Linked DNA regions of Hordeum vulgare: region 1 is linked to region 2. The links are chromatin contacts, called in public Hi-C maps. All regions are on one chromosome and are shown on one strand. Each heading gives the region's core, a stretch centred on a gene start, on an enhancer-like site or on the middle of the called end of the contact. The rest is flanking DNA. Distances are from core to core; before and after follow the strand shown. Region 1 holds the start of LOC123442302 (cyclin-dependent kinase D-1). Region 2 holds the start of LOC123442278 (SNF2 domain-containing protein CLASSY 3-like).

Region 1 (7,079 bases), core at 3,929-6,428, 230 kb after region 2:
ATTCTAGATGAATTGCAGCTTCAGAATCACAAAAGGGTGGAAAGTGGTGTACAAAGGCTCAGTAAGATTGCTTTCCTCGTATGGAAATCTTCAAAGCAGGACATATATCATAAAGCATTTGATGAGGATCTAAGGCTTAAAATGAACTACCATCAACACCACCGCAAGCTAGTAAAAACTTGATGTATAACTATAAGCAAAAGTGAAGCCCACAATGATGAGTATAGACTATAGAGCATTATTTCTCCAAGCATGAGTAATCATCATATGTGATACCATTTGTGAGACAATGTTTTTGAGAAAATACCAGCAAATACATACTTCTAGTTCACTTATATCTGGTACCGGTTCTTATATTCTCACCTTCCACACACTGCCAATTTGTATACCGCTCTACAATAATGAACCGCATCCATGAACTTTTGATATTTTTTTCATGCCTAGATGGATCTATTCTAATACACAAGATAGATTAGATCATATCAATGACTCAGGGGGGTCTGCGGCAAGATATGAAAACAGACTGCTACAACTGGCCTTAATAAAAAATGTTTGATCATTCACTTGATTGAAACATAGTTATGCTCAATCACCAACACTAAACGTTCATGTTATCTAGCCACACAGATTCCTTGGAATATTTCTACCTCAGACCAAGTCCACAGGTTTTATAATACAAGAATGATAACCAGTAAGTAGAAGTTCAATTTTCAGTGGTAAAAGCATCCTACTGGGTAACCAGAAGTGCCCAGAACAGTGTACACTGAAAATCTTTCTGCGGTTAAAAGAAAAACAAGTAGGTACCCTGCTCTAAGCTATACTTCGCCCAGAAAATACTTTGCATATACAGAGGAAAAACACAAGTGTTGTGGCATCTTAGGGTCCAGTTGTCTATTAAGCTTAGTGTAGAAGTATCTAGGGTGAGGGTGTGGGTGTGTGTGTGTGTGTCCTGTTAGAAGAGTGTGGGAAGAGTCCAGCTATCTCCTAGATGAACCCAGCCTCATCGAGAAGTATCCAGGGTGTATTGTCCTAGTAGAAGAGTGAGCCCAGTTGTCTCTTAGATGGACTCAGCCTAGTCTAGAGTTATCTAGGGTGTGTTGAATTACTGGTCAGCATTGTTCAAAAAATGCGGAAAGTGTAAGCGAAACGGAAGGCCACAGCTTAGAGTCCTTAAGCGTTTTTTTTTCTTCAAATTGGCTAGAATTTGACAGATTTTTGAATAATATACACAGGTAAGTAGTAAACATGGCACATGGGCAATTGAATAGCATCTAAAGTACAGTTCACAACATAGCAAATACACATCAGGTTCGCATGGCAAGCTAAATAACAACTAAAATGCAGTTCAGTTCAAAACAGTCATAGCCTAATAGAGATCATGTGGCCAGAATTTTTACAGAATATGAGGGAAATAGTTCCCAAACAGAGCCTAATAATAAGATAAATGGCATATTGCCATTATTGCGCAAGCAGACAAGCAAAAGTAGTTAAAAAACAGCCAAATTCTGGCCAATTTTGAAACCCCACTTAATCTACCGCTTAAGGCAAAAGCAAAGCGGTTTGCCATCGCTCGGCGCTTAAGCGTCACTTAAAAAACGCTTTCTTGAACACTGCTGATCAGTGAACAGTAACAGACACAAAGTGTCTATACAAGGATGTATCTCCCTTGTAATGAAGCAAGCAATGAAATATCCAGTTCCTACCTATGCTTCTCTTCTACCCCTCTAATTCTCCTGTCTTTCCCCAATACCATTCTACTGTACCACGCGGCGCTTAAACGGTGACGACCCTCGCGCCCAGCAAGTATCCCCCCCCCCCCCCTACAACCTCCGTAGCCAACGTTGGCTACAACAACAAGGCATCATTTATACACAAGAGACTGGGAAGGCGAAGAAGAGAAGTGATGCATTTTTTTCTGTCAAGCTTGAGAAACCAAACTCAACATGTTCATTTTAGGTTTTGCTTTCACCAATTCCAGGCAAAAAAGAAAGCACAATTCAAGGGAATAACTAAATCTGGTAAAGCAGGCCTAGTACCAACCACAACCATATCCCAGGAACCTAGCCGTTGACCTAGCCAAGAGAAAGATTTATATGTAAACCAGCCCCACTGATTACCAAAATAACAATAATGTGAAGTTGTACATATTTGTGTGAACAAGAAAACAGGTACCAAAATACGAACCGAGCTTACTTCATTTGAACCTTTATTTATAACTGCTATATTTCAGATCTTTTAAATTTTAACACATCAGGCATAAATGCTTGCACGCTGTGGCTAGGAGCAATTAGCTCCCTGTTCACACAATCTACAGTCAAATGTTTGAATCCTCCAAAAAGAAATTAAGTCATACATTTTTTTACATTAAATTAAGTCATACATTTTTTTCACATTAAATAAAGTCATACATGAAAGCAGTTTGTCCAGTTAATCCATTAGCGGATTCAAAGTGGTCTTTCTGGGATAACACAAGAACCCCACAGGAGCAGACCAATTTCAAGTTTTTCCCAGTCATACTTACAGTCCAGTCGAGCTTTCAAAACGATGTTTTGAGTTGTGACGTAAAAACTGTTTCACCCATGCAGTTATCACATCATCAATGAACAGTGTACTTAGCCATACACATGTTACATTCAAGAGTCACAGATAACATATCTTAACCAGACCTAGATTAAAATTATAAATATATTGACCATATTGAGAAAACTGAGAGGCTGCTAAACCTGGAGAAATGGTCGTCTAAGCAGCAACTCGGCAAAAATACAACCAGCAGCCCAAACATCAACGGCAGATCCATACTGCTTAGTGCCAAACAGTAACTCCGGCGCTCGATACCATCGTGCAAAGACCTAAATGTGGTGAAAAAAAACAGTCAAGTTTCAAGTGCCCATCAGGAGCATGTAAATCAAACGGAAGATAAAGTACAAATTAATCATATTGCAGTAAACCACACTATGAAATAAGCTTAGAGATGGTACTTGCCTAGGTGATGTTTAATGTTTATACTGAATAAAAGTGATGGACTAAGAGCTCTTCCAGATATGATGTAACTTCTATGCTGAGAGGATCTAATGTAACTTGCAAGAACAAAAATCCACAGCAAGCATAAAACATTTACAATAGTTAACGTCCTTTTTCTAATCAGCATCGGCGAGTTTGAAGGAAGCATCCTTGTTGAATCGATATTTTTTAGCACTTATTATCATTACATCACGCCTATGTTGACATCACCAACATCGACGGTCCCAAGCCTGGGTAAAGGAGGAGGGTTGTGATAGGCTTGGCGAGCTAACGTCAAAACTCAGCCACTCTTATGGAGATGAAACCCAGAAGAAGATTGTTGTTGACATCACCAACGAATTAACAAATAGCAATCCAAAACCTCATATAGGAAGCAAATATCCTCAGAATAGCGTAAAATATTGTATATGTTTGTTCTCTCCAGAAAGCTTTTCCATCCTAGAATAGTCAGCAGCACCAAGAATACTTCAAGCTGGTTTAAGATATTTTATCTTTTAAACTTAACAGGCAATTGCTACCACGAGGAGATATAATCCACAGACAAATTTATCTACCTACCAAAGTGCTATGGTACTCCAACTTAATATTGTTACTGTGAATAATTGTACGATTGATAAATACTGGCAAGCATGTATCATGTTCTTAATGGATACGAAGAAAATTAGAAGCATCAACCAGCATTATACAGACAGCCTAGAGGCATATACAGCATAAGAAGTAATAATACCACTTGAAGAAAGTTGTCAGATTACATTTTTATTTCTATAACCAGTTTCTGGGATTTCTGAGAGTCTGGGACACAATTAACTGAACGCATATTTAAATAGATATATCAACAAGAACCTGGTGGGTAAAGTTCCGTTCTGGGCTCCCGAATATGCGTGCAAGACCAAAGTCACCAAGCTTGAGCTGTCCTTCAGCACCGATAAGTAGATTATTTGGTTTCATATCCCTGCAGCACAGCTTCTGTTAAAGACTCGAATGTTGTTTTCTCAAAAATAAAAATAGCCAGATAGTAGGTACCTGTGCAACACCCATTTCTTATGGCAAAAGGCTAGACCTTTCAGCATCATCTGAATATAAGATTTTATGTCCGCTGGAGATAATACAATGTTCCTGTCACGAATGACTGCTTCCAGGTCTGTTTCCATAAATTCAAATACAAGGTGCAAGTTTCCCTTGTAAGGGAAAGCATCAATTAGCTCTATAATATTAGGATCTTTCAGCTCCTTAAGCAGCTTGATTTCCCTCAATGCAGTGAAGTTGACACCTTCCTTGTACTTCCCTAAGCGGATTCTCTTGATCGCAACAGTCTCCCCAGTCTGAAAATAAAAGCCATGGCATTCATAATCATTAGCTTAAATGGACTGAAGTATCATCAAAAGCAGAAAGCAACCTATCAGACTCAAACCCAGAGAGCTGAAAGAGTTAACTTGGGAATACTGAACACCTCTGGAATGAAATTTTAACACCTCAGACCCCTAGCCCTACTATCACAGAGATGCAAGACTATTAAGCACCAAATCAACGCTGACAGTGAAGGAGGCAAGGTGAATTGCCTTCTCCTCTAGCCTCCGCTGAGAAACAACCCTAGCCGATTCACGCCGAGCCAAGAACATCCAGCTAGGCCAATTCACAGAGCAGCCGCGGCCAAAAGCAATAAACCCTAAGCTCAATCGCTCGACAACCTATATCCAACACAAAGCAGACGGACGGACCAAGGGCGCATATGGCCTAATTCTCGAGGGGCGGGCGCAGATCAGCGCGCCGCGAGGGTTTAGGAGCGGGGGTAGGGGGAGGGAAGGACCGACCTTGGTGTCGATGGCCTTGAAGACGACTCCGTACGTGCCCTCTCCGAGGACCTCGCGCTTCAGGTAGCGGTCCGTGACGCGCTTCTCGCCCGCGTCGTCGCCGCCGCCGCCGGTCGCCATGTGGGGCGGGGCCCACCGCCAGCCTCCCCTCCGGAGGGGGCGGCGCAGGCGAGGGGATCCCGGGGAGCACGGGGTGGGCGCTGCGGGAGGGGCGGCGGGTGGGGGAAGGGGCGGCGGGTGGGGGAGGGGGCGGCGAGGTGCGGCCCTGCCGTTCGGCGCCGGGGGGGAAGAGGAAAGGAAGAAAAGAAAATTCCGTGTTTTCGCACTTTATTTCGGCCTAGGTGTTTGTTCCGGACTCCGTTTGTAAATGGGTTTGCCTTTTTGTTTCTTGGCCTTGGACCGCTCCTCCACGCCCGTTTGTTGATTGCGTGAGCTGGGCCAGCTCGCTGCTGAGTGTTCGTTCGTTGTTTCGGACCGTTTGAACCGCGACCAAAGACCTAGGGCAGAACCAAGTACTATCAGTTTTTTCTCAAAGAAGCAACTACAAGGCGTGCTTGCCCAACATAGTCCCGGACGACTAGGGTTTTCCAGTCCTCCGACAGCGGCGCAGTCGTGAGTTTTCTCCGACGAAGCCTGCTTCGTTGTTCAGTCCCCCTTACCATCCGCTCATCTCCCTACCCTCTCCCCCCCCCCCCCCAAAGGATCCCCCGGGGGGTCCTTCTGGTCCAAGAGGTGCGGCGACTGTAGCTAGGGTTTTAGGGGTTTATCCAATCTTGGCTATCACAATCGGCCCGATCATGTCGGAGTCGCAGGAAAACCTAGGGAAGCAGGATGCAGGGGTAGGAGCGACAAGCAACCTGCTGGAGAGGCTGACACTGCAAGATGACGAGGTTGATGATCTGATCTGGGAGGAAGAACTTGAAGCCGAGGATATTAAACCCAAGTGGTTAGCCCTGGGGCGCTTACTCACAATGAAAAACTACAGCCATAGTGCGTTTATTGCAGAGATGAGGGCTGCTTGGAATCCCGCCCTCAAGGTGGTTTGGAGAAGGATTGATGCAAACCTTTTCTCGGTTCAGTTTAACTGTTTTGGAGATTGGAAAAAAGGCTATACACCAGGGGCGGTGGGACTTCAAAGGCCATGTTGTGATCCTGGCAGAATATGATGGATTCACTAACCCAGAGAAAGTTAAGCTAGATAAGCTCGAGACTTGGTGCCAAATTCATAAACTACCTAATGGTGTGCTTAAAAGTGAGAGGGCACTAGGGAATCTAGCTCAACGGATCGGTGAGGTTCAAGAGGTTCAGGTTACTCTTCCTAATGGCTTTGCAGGCGAATTTATTCGCGTCAGAGTCAAATTGGATGTGAACAAAAAACTCACACGAGTGGTTGGCATCACAAAGGGTGGAGAACACATAGAAATACTTGATGAAATTTGAAAAGCTACCCACCTTCTGCCATGCTTGTGGGTTGATGGGGCATTGGTGTGAGGAGTGCGGCACAAGAGAGCATGATGTAACCAAATTTGAGTGGGCGGATTTCCTTCTTGCTCCGAGACGGGGAAGAGGAGGAGGTCGTAGTAATGGTGGTCGAGGGAGAGATTCCCGGCCTTTTGGCCCCTCCAATGGTAGAGGGGATGGTGATGATGAGGATGACTAAGCAGGCGCTTTTGGAAGAGGCAGAGGACGGGGTATGCATGATTCTGCAAAATGGCGGTATAACACTGCCTACAATCAGCCAGCTACCACGCATGAACCAGGATGTGCTGATAAGGAAGCCCTGATGACTGAGAATGCAGGAAATCTGAGCCTGGATGAGACCAGAAGGCAGGTTGTGGTGGTGATGGATACAAATGTCCTAGGGAAACGATATGCAGAGGATTTGGGAGCTACCGCGAATCATAGCAGCGAAGGGTTCCCGCTGGTGGGTGCTGGAGCGATTGTTCCCACGGGTAATACAGCGGATAAGGTGGAAAAAATTGATGGGGGAAATAATGGGAGCATTGAGCTAATGGGGACACCGCGGGAAAATGAAAATAAGAAGAAGATGAAAGGTGGAGACGGTGAAGCAATTGCAAACAGTTCCAATGTTGTATCGGCGGCCTCCTCAGCGGAGGTTCGCCGGGATCAATGAAAACCCTAGCATGGAATTGTCGTGGGATGCTTTCGCATACGGCAGTTCGTGAGCTCTTGCACTTGCAAGGGCGTGTGAAAGCGGATGTGGTTTTTTTGTATGAATCGCATCTG
Region 2 (6,567 bases), core at 1,245-3,744:
TCTTCAGAAGTTAATCATGTTATATATTCAGATTGGATATCATCTCGATACAGCTCAGTCTGTGCAGTTATTAGCTTATAGCCAGGTCTAGTTAAACAACTGCAGAAATTTTAAAATTGAACACCTACTTTAAAAAAATAAGGGATTGGTTACCATAATCAAATCAACAACACGGAGGAAAACAGAAGAATAACAGTCATGCATCTGCAAGGTCAGAGACAATTGTCATGCTGCAATACAAACGTACCTCGTCATCATAGTAGGTTCCAATATTCTCTGATTCTAAAGCAAAGTCAAAGTCACCCCATAGCATATTTTCTTTGGCACTTTGCTCTGGTATGTCAGCTGGTGTAGAAGTTTCAGTGCCAAATGAGAATACCAATGGATGAGGATCCTTGAAATTATAGTCGAACTGAGGATGCTGCTCAAAAGGAGAGAATCCTCCATCTTTATCACTACACATTTTATCCATCAGAAGCTTCAGAAGTGACTGCCGCTTTAGCGTTTTTGCACCTAAACGACTGGATTTCTTGGCAGATTTTCCAGATTTTGATGACAAATGCTTCTTTTCCCTCCCAATTTTGCTATCATCACCATGCCTTTTGTTCTGATCCGAACTGGATGGGCTAGAATCCGAATCCAAATGCCGCTCAAACAATTGACGTTCCTTAGTCGTCGTTTCAAGCTTCAGCCTTTTCCTCCTCTCAAGATCCCAAGTAAAATATGACTGCTTCTGATGCTGCGTAATGTCATTGCCCACTGGACCCTCGCTGCCATCTTTATCAAAGTTCAGTGGTTGAATCCCTGGTTTTTTGTGAACCTCCCACTTGAAACCATCTGCTACAGTATGATCACCTATCTCATCATCAGATGAGTCAGTTCTGTGGTGGGTTTGTATCCTCCTCCCTGGCTTTGAGTTGTTGCACCTGTTTGGGGTTGCTTTTTGTATTCTCTTCCCTCTATTATTATTCATATAAAGAGGCAAATGCCCTGCCCTTACTTTTACCGAAGATGAGGCCATTTCTTTCTTGCGTTTTCTCATTTCGGCCTCTTCTTCCTCTTTCGCTTTCATTTTTGCTTCCTCTTCTTCCAGTTCCACTTCTGAATCATGACTGGCACTATTGTCATCGTCGTCACTGTCACCATCCTCGTCGTCCAGTTCCACTTCTGAATCATCCTCCTCTTCTGGCTCATCGGACAACTCCTCAAAATACGCATTGTACGACATCCTATCTTGCTTAAGCCCCCATAATGACCGAGTCCTCCATGCAACACATGGCACGACAGGTTCCTTTTTTCGCAGCAACGGTTTCCTCTTCGAGGCCTTACTGGCATCATTGAGCACTTTTACTTCCTCGTCGGAATCAAGAATTTCTATATGCGATTTCCCTTGACTAAAGCCCGTCGCTCCTTCTTGCTTTGTCTCCACCTCATCCTTGATAACATCTTCTTCTTTGTCCTCCTCATGGCACCTAACCTCACCAGCAACAACCTTGTGATCCACCGGATCCTGCGCTCCCGCCTTAGCATCATCGTTGATTGGCGCCTTAGCATCGTCGTTGATTGGTTCAGACATGCCACATTCATCTGCATCATGCATAAAATCGTCATCATCACCATCATCAGTGAATCCCATCTCATCCTCGGATTCCTCCAAATCACCACCATTACCGTAAGCACCATTACTTGCCTCCAAATTATCACCATTACTGTAAGTACGGATCAGATCTGCAACCAGTCTTTCCTCCAACATCTCGTCGTCATAGTCATCTTCATAGTCATCTTCAGATGCTGCGACCTCCCCACCCATGGCATCCCCCTCGGACGGCAGCTCCCTGTTTCCACAGTCCACTGTATCCTGTTGGTTCATATGCTCCTCGTCCCCATGAAAACCAGCACCCAGCCGACCTCTGTCTGCATCGCCTGATACCGCCTCACTCCCACGATGACTGGAATTCGAACCATTGACCGCCCCACTCCTACGATGCTCATTGATTCGATCCCCACTAGCGGCGCTGCGATGCTCGTGGCTCCCCTGGCCAATGCCGCATGCCTCGTCGGCGCGAGATTCGCCATTATCATCGCCGGAAGCATCATCACCTCGCCGCCCACCGCCGTCACACCGAGGCACCTCCACCCAGTCTCCACAGGCGGGCGCATCCGCCTCCGCCTCCGCCTCTGCCTCCTTGCTCTTCCCCGAGGCGCGCGGGGGCCGCCCACGACGATTCGGTCTCGTTTCCGACTTGGAAGGCCGGGCGCCCTTGCTCCCACCGCCTCCGTCGGCATCCGCGCCCGTCGTCCCCTTCCTCCTCCTCTTGGCCCTGGGCGCCTCCTCCGGCGCCGGCGGCTGCATCGTCAGCCTCCTCGATCGGGTCCGCGTCGCCACCGACCCAACCAGCGGCACCGGCGTCGTCGCCGCCGAAGAGGAGGAGGAGCGCCTGCTAGCGGCGGCAGCAGCAGCCGCAGGTGCCGCCCCGTCGTCGGCGGCATCGAGGTCGATGACGATCGCCTCGGCGGCGCCGCGGCGGCGCGCGCGCGTGGAGGGCGCCGGCGGGGATCCTCCGCCGCCGCGGGCGCGGCGGCGAGCGGAGCGATCCATGCGGGGCGGGGCGTGGAAGGGAGAGCGAGTCTGTTTCCGGAACGGCGGAGGCGAGAGTCGTCAGGTCAGGTGGGGGGAGGAGTCAGCAGACGCATGGTAGTAGTAGTAGTACTACTAGTCCTACTACTACCTGACGCTCTCGCGGTTAGCGGGCGGAGGGTGGGGGTGGGGGGGGTTTATGTCGACGCCCAGCGCGGCTGACTTGCGGGCCAGGGCGAGGGGTTTGGTGGCCCTGGTCCACGAGGGGAGAGAAGAAAAGCCCGCGAAACGGCGGCCGGGGCCGGGGCCGGAGTCCGAGGAGGCTGGATCGGGTGCGGCAACCGGCCTGCAGCCGCGTGCGTGCGTCCTTGTCGTCGCCACTTTTCCGGGCTTTTCCTCTCTCTGGAGAGAGGGGAATCCCGCCGTGGGTTCCGTGCCACCGTCACTCGTCCCCCTCACTCAGCCTTTCGGCCGCTTTCGGAAGCGACGGACGCGTGAAAGCCGTTACCACTGGCCACTGCGGGGCTTCCATTTGGCCCTGTATGTATTTACTGCTCACTTTCGAGCTGGCTATATTCATGCCGCTCTTTTACCGGCTATCCTTAACGGCCGCGCGCATTTAATCTACTGCACACGGCCAGCGCGATGATTTCGCAGTGGATTGGTGCGTAAAGGCCAAAACCACTGTGCGTTTTACAGCGAACACAATTAGAGTTGAGTAACCGGATTCTTAGTTAGGAGTCAATTTTAGCCTGTGTTTTCAGACACTTTGTAAGAATGAAAGATGAACCTTATAATAAAAAAATAGTATTTCTAACCAATTACTCCCTCCGTGTGTTATTTTTTCAAAAAATCAAACTTCTCAAACTTTATCACAGAAATATCAATATCTAGTATACGAAGTCATTATCACTAGATTCACCCTGAAATATACTTTTATATTATATATATTAGGTAATGTAAATATTTATATATTTTTCTATAACGTTGGTCAAACATAGACAACGGTCGACTTTTTGAAAAACTAATACACCTTATATTTAGGCCCTGTTTGGAACCACAATAGATTATGATAATCTGCATTATGAAGATAGATTATAATCTGGTTTATAAAAATAATCGAGGTGAACATGTTTGGACGCCAGATTATATAAACTGTAATCCAGGTTTACATTGCATAATGGCTTGCCTGCCCTCTGTTTTTTTTAAAGAGGAGGGTGGCGGTGGTAGGAATGTAATTAAATCCAACTTTACAAGGGTAATGGGTCACTAGCAATTTATAATCTGATTTTAGCTGGGGTAGAGTAGATTATGAGTTTTTAATAATCTGTCTATCTAGTTTTTATAATCTACACCATAATCTGTCATGTGTGAAGACAAAATAGATTATAAAAACTGGATTATATAATCTGAGTGGTTCCAACCAGGGCCTTAGGAACGGAGGGAGCATTGTACATATTAGCTATAAAATGGGTTATGGATGATATCGCAAAGCCTTATAGCCAGCAGCTGGCTATACTATTAACCATGATCCGTACTACTACTCGCTTCAATTTTATTTACTTCACGCATTTTTAAATCCTCACGGTTTAGAACGTGTGATTGAAAATTCTCTATAACCTAGGTGGTTATTGATTGAATGTGAGATGGATTAAGAACTAGCATTCACATTACACATACATATAGAAGTAGTACAACATAGTACTAATTAGCTGCTAGGAGTAAATGCAATGCACCCTATACCTTATCTATTATAGAAATGCACGTAAATTTAACTGTGTCTTCTAAACTGTGACTATTAGCTTTGTCTTAAGTCAAACTTTATAAACTTTAACCAAATACATAAAAATATATTAACATCCATAATACCAAATCAAGTTAAAAATGCCCGATCCTATTTTTAGTGGACAAGTGCGTAATCATTATTCCAAGGTGTTTTTTATATAAGATGATTTTTATTAGTTCGAAATAAAGCATCAAGGGGACACACAATGAACAAACACTACTTTTTTTGCGAGATAATACTTGTATTATTCAACACTCGAAGATTGCAATCACGACTCGCAATGCCAAGGAGTGCATCCGGATCCAAACCAAGCCACACAACAGTTTGGCATTGTGATCGTCCAAAACTTGCCAGGAAGTGACTAGCATTGTTTTTGCTACGGGCAATATGAGTAATACAAGAATTACGCTCGATCAAACTATCTTTGATCTCCTTTATTAAAAAGACATATTTAGATCTATTGGCATCTCCCCCTTGAATCATCTTCATTACTTCTAAACTGCCCGATTCAACAACAATAGGTAGATTGCTCCATTGCAAAGCGAGTAAGAGGCCCTCTTGAATGCCCGAAATCTAAGTTTCAAGCACGTCATCACAAGAAAAAAGATATATACATGAGCTGAATATGATGTTGCCACGTCGGTCCCTAAGGATCATACATGTTCCTGCAACACAATTCAAAATAGACCCATCTATGTTGAGCTGCACCCATCCATCCGCTCGTGGAGACCAAGGACTATGTTCTTGACGCCTCCTATAACATGTGGGTGCCGCCAGAGGGAAACAAACTTGAGCTAGGAACTTCCCTTTTGTGTGGTCAGCATTTGGATTTGCTGCAATGGAGTTCAACGAGGCGACGCAGCTAGATAGAAAGCGGCGGGAAACATAAATTGGAGATGCAGGTTTGTGGTGGACTAACTCATTCCGAACACACACTCTGTCTCTACACTAGCAGAACGCCCATGCGTTGCTCCGAGCTATGCGGCCTGTTATCTCTAACATCCGAGTTCAACACAAAACCACCATCCGATGATGCACCCTTCCTTTTTCTATCAGAACCTCCCCCTCTCGCTCGGTTTTTTACCGTAGTGATACATTTCTCATTGTAGGCACCTCCTTTAAAATCAAAGGACGTCCACCTCATCTTTGCCGTGCATTGCAACAACGATAAACTTTTCCATGTTAACAATATAATAGAGTGGGTTAAAATAACACATAATATTGACAACAACAAATAATTATCATCACCGACATTGGAAGTGAGTGGCAACGTAAACGTATTCGTATAGACACCAATAAGTTTCACCTCCATCCCACATACCATTCATTGCTAGAAGGGATAATTATCGCTCTTCTCTTACCCGTCCTACCCTACATCTTCTACTCATAGCCTATTCGTTAACCTGTTTCATTAGCATCAACCAACACCACATCAACATTAGTGTGGTCGTCATCGACGCCTCATCTTCTTCTTTCTCATTCCTATTTAAATGGACCTAATTAATTGCATATGTAATTAAATTTCTAGCTAATAAATTGCATTGGAGGTTTGATTTTCAAATTGATATAGTGCTCGGTTTCTAAAATATTTTTGCATGAATGGCTGCTATGAACGACGATGACAATGATCAAGTACTATAGGACATATTTTGTTAACGAATTTCCTGACATTTGAATGAACATATTTGATTTGAGAAGGTAGCATGTGTGGCTCTCTATATGACTGTCAAGAAATATAATATGACCACATCCACGAACGCTTGTACGTAAAACACAGCATGACATAATATATAGACACTTCCAATACGATATAAGAAACTTACTTTCTGTAGTGTGTAGACACTTGAAGAAACCTAGTTCATGTAATTTGTAGAAAACTAAAGAAGGCAAGAAGGTAATAAACATTTAATATGAAGGTCCACAATTCCCTCATTGTTCTTGGCATATTTGATCCTGGGTTCAGGGGCTCGATCTTTCCAAAAATAATACAAAGATCTTCTAGGAGAGTTATTTGTTACCTTGCATACAATGTATTACCCCAGCCCGCACCTCACACCCATGGTTGCACAAGCATGTAGCTCCAAGTGATCTCAACAATAAACCATGTGTACCATGTAAGTGATCGTACCTTCATCGTATTCACAAGATTACCTCGTCTCTGGCGTGTCCTCGTTCTTGGTGGATGTCGGGTCGACGATGGTGT

Evidence for each region. A called contact is a pair of places that touch in the nucleus more often than the background predicts.
Region 1: a Hi-C map of leaf shows a contact between it and region 2, with 3 times the contacts expected there. The contact joins the promoter of LOC123442302 here to the promoter of LOC123442278 in region 2. A contact is called at or near these places in 3 of 6 Hi-C or Micro-C datasets (leaf and seedling) and 1 of 1 datasets of contacts at active chromatin or transcription factors (embryo).

What each region holds. Positions count from the first base shown.
Region 1 is chr1H:423,835,758-423,842,836 of MorexV3_pseudomolecules_assembly, forward strand. LOC123442302 (cyclin-dependent kinase D-1) reads right to left here and starts at 5,179. Exons shown (of 7, transcript XM_045118323.1): 1 at 4,833-5,179; 2 at 4,045-4,343; 3 at 3,865-3,973; 4 at 2,724-2,849. The coding sequence starts at 4,952.
Region 2 is chr1H:423,603,494-423,610,060 of MorexV3_pseudomolecules_assembly, forward strand. It overlaps LOC123442278 (SNF2 domain-containing protein CLASSY 3-like), which reads right to left and starts at 2,495. Exons shown (of 5, transcript XR_006630462.1): 1 at 248-2,495.